2 separate regions of the Anas platyrhynchos genome follow, and region 1 is linked to region 2. Evidence: chromatin contacts called from public Hi-C data. All regions are on one chromosome and are shown on one strand. Each heading gives the region's core, a stretch centred on a gene start, on an enhancer-like site or on the middle of the called end of the contact. The rest is flanking DNA. Distances are from core to core; before and after follow the strand shown. Region 1 has its middle 11 kb from the start of MCM5. Region 2 overlaps LOC119715660 (a long non-coding RNA gene).

Region 1 (3,324 bases), core at 610-3,109, 70 kb after region 2:
CCCAACACAGTGCAGTAAAATGTTGGTGCAGCGTGGCAGTAGCAATGTTGCTGTGGAAACCATGATATTTTAATTGCCTGATTCAGGAGAAGCCAGGTATTCGGGCATTGTGTAACAACAGCTCTACTGCCAAAAGATCTGGCATGCAAGACTCTGCCACAGACCAGCCTGTGAGAGCCATGTGGCACTAGGCAAGCTGTTCTCCCTTCATAACCTTCAGTTCTCCCCAGCCCAGGCCATCACCCTTCACCGTCTGGGCCCCTACAGATGGCAAAGCAAACCTCCAGACTGGTGACAGCCTCTTGCACTCCATTTGGGCACAGCATCCTGGTCAGACCATCAGACACCTCCTCAACATGAAACACAAGTAGGTGGTAACTGAATCTTGACTGTGCTCCTTATTCTGACATGATGGTCTAGGATGGTGATATTGCCTGTATGCTAGATGACCCATCAACAGTCCCTCTAAAAAAATGAAAAATATCTCAAGCAGTGTGCATTTAACTCCTTACTTCTATTGACTAAGGATTTGATAGAGAGAATATTGACAAAGAACTCTTTAGTCAATAAAACTTCATTCTATGAAGTTCAACTTCAAGATCAGTCGAAGCCCACAAAGCACCAGGTGCAGCTTGAGACTTGACAGATTCCATCAGGTGAAGGTTTCCAGACAGGAAAGATGCCTACACATCTATTTATAGGTGTCTATTTATACCGCAGAGGTACTGGTTGCTGATGAGCGCACAGCATGTGGCCAGCTGTGGATAGACCTGCTTTCCACTGAGCAAGTATTTCATTGGTACTTTGATCAAAACAGGCAGATAATTCTGAGAGCCCAAAACTGTGGTACAAAAGGCACATAAATCAGGTATTTCCTGGCCATTTTGCCTAGAGATTTGTGCTTTCTTGCCAGATTTCCCATGCAGCAGTCAGAGAAAAGAAAAAAGAGAAAAAAAAAAAAAAAGATTACTAACAAAAGGGCTGGTGAAGTGAGGTAAAGACCAGGGAGAGGACATGGAACAGTTTGGCCAGATGAAAGCTGAAGGGCAGGAGGAAAGCAATGGCCAAGAAGCAGCAGATGGTCCAGGGGACATTCTCTGATGCATGTCCCTTGGTGTCCCATTTCTACCAGAACGCCCTGAGAGCTGATCCAGGACATTATTACCCCAGTGTCCTGCCTGCCTTTGAAGCTGGCAGGCCTGAAAACAGAAGCAGGAGATGCACTGGGAGCTCTACAAGGTGGCCAGGGACACATTACAATGGCCAGGAAGGTGAATGGGGGGATGGCCATGGAGGGGAAAAGAGAGCAAGCATGAGGCATGAGGTGGGGTGGAGAAGGAGAAAACGGGGTAACTGGCATTGCTGGGAGAGACTCAGAGCAGAGGTGTGCAGGAAGCGGTGGGGAATATGTTGCAAATGGATAGGCAAAATGGGATGAAGTGCAGTAGCAGGCACTTGTACTTCATGGCTGTGGGACGATGAATGGTTTGGGATTTTGAGGGAACCCAGCCCAGCATTAGGGGATCACAGACTTACTCAGACCTCCAAAAGGGACGGAAACTCAGCACGATACACTCCCCAGCAGACCACGTTGCAGGCACCCCAAGCTACAACACGTCTGTGCCTTTCTATGGGGTCTTTGCTTGTCTGAGGTCAGTGCCTGGTAGACCACGTCAGGTTGCTTCTCACGTTGCCCATATCAGCATATTGTGCTTGCCACTGTTTATCTTGCATCCCTGAGCAATGGCCCCTAGGGCTCTGCAGTTGGGTTTTGTTTTATTTTGCGGAGGAAGTGACACTCACAACACGCTCAGAGGTTATGTGGCTGCATTGCAACAGCTCTCATCTCACGCGGAGACGGAGCAGATCCGAGTGGTGCAGATGTGATGACTCAGCTGTGCTGGATTTTGCGGTAGTGGAGCTCCACCGACATTTCCCCAGAAACCTTCTGGTTAGCTTAGTGCAGGACAACAGGGAATTGAGCCTAGCGAAGCTGCCTCAGGGCCAGGAGCCCAACGCAAGCCTTCAACAAAGCCCTTCTCCTCCAATACCGCATTGCAGCACAGGAGAGGGAGGATCTGCACACCTCCTGTTTGGTGCCTATGATGCAGAAACACCCACCCGAGCTGGTTGCCCTGGCCTCCTCTCACAGTCAGCGGAGAGGGAACAAATGCTGTTAGGGCACAGCTCCTCTGGCCCAAAGAGGGGGACAAAGGGGACAAAGTCAGCTCTGTAGGCTAGGCGAAGGAACGCTGCACTGCTGAGACACGAGGTGGCTAAGCTTGTCTGGTTTCACTTGTTCTGTTGGCCTTGGAGTGAAGAGCAGGGGTTTTGGGCATCCAAGGACACCCGATGATTTTGTCCCAAGTCTCAGAGCACCAGAACATCAGTGATGGCTGAGAAGAATCACCTTCACCAGGAACATCACCTGTCCTTATCAAGTGGCTAGAAGCTGAGGAAAGGTCTGGTCTTCTTCACCAGGGGGACCACTGAACCCTTATGAGGGTAGATACTCCCACGAATTACCCCTCTACCTAAATGAGAACTGGTATTCCCCCCCCCCAAATTTCCATCTGCGGCGTGAATTCAAAACAAGCCTTTACTAATCAGCAATGCTGAGTTTGAAGATAATGTCAAAGTTGTGCGTAGCCCAGCTCCGCTTCTTGTGATGGAGCTGCATGCATTAATTGCTAAATAGCGTTGTTTCGAGCTGTATGTACACTTACATAACCTCGTACCATATAATCAACACATTTCGTAGCACGAAGAGATCAATCATTCTGATCCCCGTCACAGAAATACTCTCCCGCTCCGTATCATGTCATGAAAACAACCAAAAAGAAACAACAAAAAAAAATTATATGTGATCAACCTCCACACCTGCCACCACCAAAGAAGTGGCGGTGGTACTGGGGAGGGGTGGCAGGGGCTGCAGGATGTGTAGGGCACACCTGCTACGGTGCTGTGTGGGCTACATACAGCACGTGGCTGGAAAATAACCATAATACTATGGTTTTTTGGGGGCTGTGTTGGGTATTTGAGGGGACACAGTGCTTGAACAGGGCCATGAGAGCTTGTGAGGGAGGCAGAGTGCTTTCAGTTGGACATTGGCAATTTGGGGGATGTTGGGCTCCAGGGGAGGATGCAGCCCTGTTATTCCCAGTTCTTCCTCCCTGAGGGACTGAAGATCAGGATTTCTTCCCTATAAGGATGCAAAGTAAGGTAAAACAAAGGTGGCTGGGAGCATTGCACACCCCATGGCCCTACAGCAAGGAATTGGGACAGCCTGGGACCCATCACTGTGTGGAGCCTTTAGGACACCCT
Region 2 (3,281 bases), core at 650-3,149:
AAAATAGAGAGAAACTCTGGCAGCGAAATCTCCTTTCTTCTCTGTTTCTTTGGGATGTTGTCCGCTGCATTACTGGAGGAGATACTGCTTGGTCTAAGTACAAGGGACCTCTTGCTCCCAACCCCCAAAGTAAATCCCAAAGTCATTTTCAAACCAAGACAGCTATCAAGATGGGACTCGTGGTTCATATTCTTTCTCCCACTGTTACTGTCCAATGTCCCGAGCCAGCTGCTAGCCCAAAAACATCAAAACAGAACTTACACTGGAATAAGAAGTGGGGTGAGGGGAAGGAAGTTCAGATCTTCCATTTCAACCTGCTCCTTGACCACAGACATAGCAGAGGGCTATGCAGGTCTGCATTCAGATGACTGGCTGAATAATTTCATTATACAGCATCTTCCCTAGCCTCCCACAAGGCGTCATTTGTCTGTCAAGGAAGGAAACATCATCCCTCCTCAATGAAGGGCCTTCGATTTGCTTGAAGAATTGCTTTTATCATATACAATTAGTGGAGGGCTGACAGTGTGTTTGGACAAGGTACAAAACACAAAGGGTAAACAGTCCCTGCTCCACAGAGACCAAGACAACTTTGTTGAGCCAGCTTGTTCTTGCCAGTGAGGCCTGCACCATGACCTTTTCCCAGTGAGGTAAGAGCAATCCGCTAGTAATGTTCCAGGGGCTTCACTCCACATGAGCGAGAAAAAAGGTAAAATTAAATGTGATGAGCATGACTGTCATTCCATAAGCTATCCTTCTGCTTTCTGCTGGGCATTCACTTTTGCATGGACAAAACTGAAATGGTTTCCACCATTTCTCTTGTAGGTGTAATGTGCTCCAGGAAAGGCCATTCACCTCAGCAACAGACAGGCTTTGGCTCATTTGCTTCCAAATGCTATCTATGTCCTGTTGCTCAAGGTAATGTGGCTCTATTTCATTACATTACCACATATACTCGTCATTGCTTTAAACTGTACAGAAGCAACACCATTCAGACACAAAATACACTCAAATGGATCTGCCTGTTCTTCATGCAACTCCTTTGAGTGGTCATAAAAGACAACAGTAGCTGTAGGTATAGGCACCATAACACAAAGGACTTCAAAGACTGATTAAGCTAGGTAGAAGGTGTCAGAAGAGGCAGCCTGAAGTGGTTAGAAGAAGCAGCCAGAGAGGGGAGGTGAAGAATGCAATAACACTGAATACAGTAATTCAGTTGCTGATTTAAAAAAAAGAAGAAGAAAAAAAAATCATAGCACATTGGACATTAGTTTATTAAGGGCTCAACTCGATGTTTGTAGAGGAAAATTCTTTAGCCACACTGTACTCAAGGACAGACAAGATGACCTCAGACTTTACAGATGATCTCTACTGCTTTCTAAAGCAAGCAAAACAAAACAAAACAACCTGTTTGTTCTAGTTTAAGACACGAAGTGCCACTATAGCACTTACAGTGACTGTCGTTTGAGTTATCCTAAAGGGGATAAAGGACTGGATGCAGACAAAGCAGGGTATGTGGAGCAGCTCCTTATGTTTTCAAAACATGAAAATGTGATTATGAGATGTGAGATATACGAAAAGAAACATGTCCAAAGAGATGTGATATACTAAGACATGCTATGCCAGAAGGTGTGTGTATGTCCACTGTGCAGCACAGAGCACAAGTTTGTATAAAAGATCCTACCAAGACTTGTCCAGGATACATTTGCACTGATGCAAACCCAGACTTGGATGTTGCTTTGATAGCAAGCTGCTTTCCAGAGCAAGGTAGTATTTTCTTCGATAGAAACAGCAGCACAACCTGAGGAACAGATAGAGAGGAGGGAATTTGCCTTTCCTTAAGAATTTGAAACAAACGAGGAGGGAGAAGGACGAGACGGCCCGAGGTGGGGAGGCGCCGCAAGATGGCGTCCTGCCGCCTCGCCGCCCGCCACAGCTGCCGAGGGGGGAGCAATGGCGGCCTCGGGTGGGCTTGCAGCGGGACCGGGCGGGACCTCGACCTGTCACCACATTTTTATTTTTTATTTTTATCTTTTTTTCCAGAGGCAGACTGTGAGAGATGGCATCTGAGCTGCCACGCTGATATTCGGCTTGGTGAAGCTGCACTGAAGCTCCTGTCCTGCCACACGCTGCCCTGTGGCTGGGTCTCCTCCTTGTTTCTGCAGCAGTGGTGATGCTTCTGAGCGGCATAAAGCTGCCTTGACTGTGTGATGTCCTGTAGTGAAATAATGTCGCGTTTCCTTGTGCAACAGGGCATGGTGTTTGGGAGAAAATGAGCTAAAGTCCCTGCCCCTCTCACCCCAGTCAGTTGCAGCTGCCTAAATGTGGCACGTCCTGCTCGAGGGCTAGGAAGGATGGGGATCTTTACTTCAGCACCCACTGCAGAATGGTAACACTGAGGTATTTGGGATGGACAAGCCCAGAAGAACGATGTGACACCCAAACACCCCAGCCATCCAGACCTGCCCAGCACGCATCTGCTCCCAGCACTTTTCCCTTCCTCTCTCCATGCATCATGCTGCCTTTACAACCTCTAAGTAATGCTTATGTATGAGGTATATGGGTATCTCTGCTGGGAAAAAAGATCTGCTTTGCAAACTCAGCTTTTTTTTTTTTTCCTCATTAGAAGTCATTTAAATTTGATGCAGGGACTGTACTTTCTAAGTGGTATAAATTACATCATTGCACTATCTCCTCCTATCTTATAATTCTTGCTTATCTCATCTTAAAACTTTTGGCTTATCTTTAGCATCCTTAACAGCACTGGAAAGCTTGCAGGGCCTGCTTTTGAGGTTTTCTGAACCTCTGCAGGTTTCCTTAAAAATAGATCTTACATCCACTGAATTACAATAGCACAAAAGGCTTTGGGGCAAAATACAGAGTAGGAAAAAAAAAAAAAAGAAAAAAAAAGGTAGCTTTTCTGCTACTAAAAGCAACAAAACCAAATAGTGGAGACTGCTCTTTCTAAGTAGAGGCTTTGGTGCATAGGAGTTTACTAATTCAGTTAAGAATAAAACAATTGACTGACAGAAAAAGTCAATAAAAAAAAACAACAAACAACACTTTATAAACTGCAGGAGACAAAAAGATTTTGGAAACATATTTTCCCTTAATTGGACATCTATTTCTGCATGGAGTCATTTGTGTACAGCATCCAGCCATATGGCTTTTGTTTGACAGTGAAATGATCAGTTCCTCAAAGTGTGAATCTCACGTGGGAGAGCCTCATCACAGCTTTGAAAAGGACTCCTGCCCTAGCAAGGCTTTGTCAGCAATTTCAGAGC

The links. A called contact is a pair of places that touch in the nucleus more often than the background predicts.
Region 1: a contact with region 2 is called in a Hi-C map of liver, with 3 times the contacts expected there. The contact joins two enhancer-like sites. A contact is called at or near these places in 5 of 8 Hi-C or Micro-C datasets (F5 follicle, liver, skeletal muscle and 1 more).

Annotation. Positions count from the first base shown.
Region 1 is chr1:55,362,867-55,366,190 of IASCAAS_PekinDuck_T2T, forward strand. No RefSeq gene overlaps it. Among named protein-coding and RNA genes, the nearest start is that of MCM5, 11 kb to the right of the region's middle. Within about 2 kb of position 1,860, at least 3 of the 8 cell types and tissues checked have an H3K27ac peak or open chromatin away from gene starts, as enhancers often do.
Region 2 is chr1:55,292,757-55,296,037 of IASCAAS_PekinDuck_T2T, forward strand. It overlaps LOC119715660 (a long non-coding RNA gene), which reads left to right. Exons shown (of 4, transcript XR_005262945.2): 2 at 1-647; 3 at 823-915. Among named protein-coding and RNA genes, the nearest start is that of MB, 17 kb to the left of the region's middle. Within about 2 kb of position 1,900, at least 1 of the 8 cell types and tissues checked has an H3K27ac peak or open chromatin away from gene starts, as enhancers often do.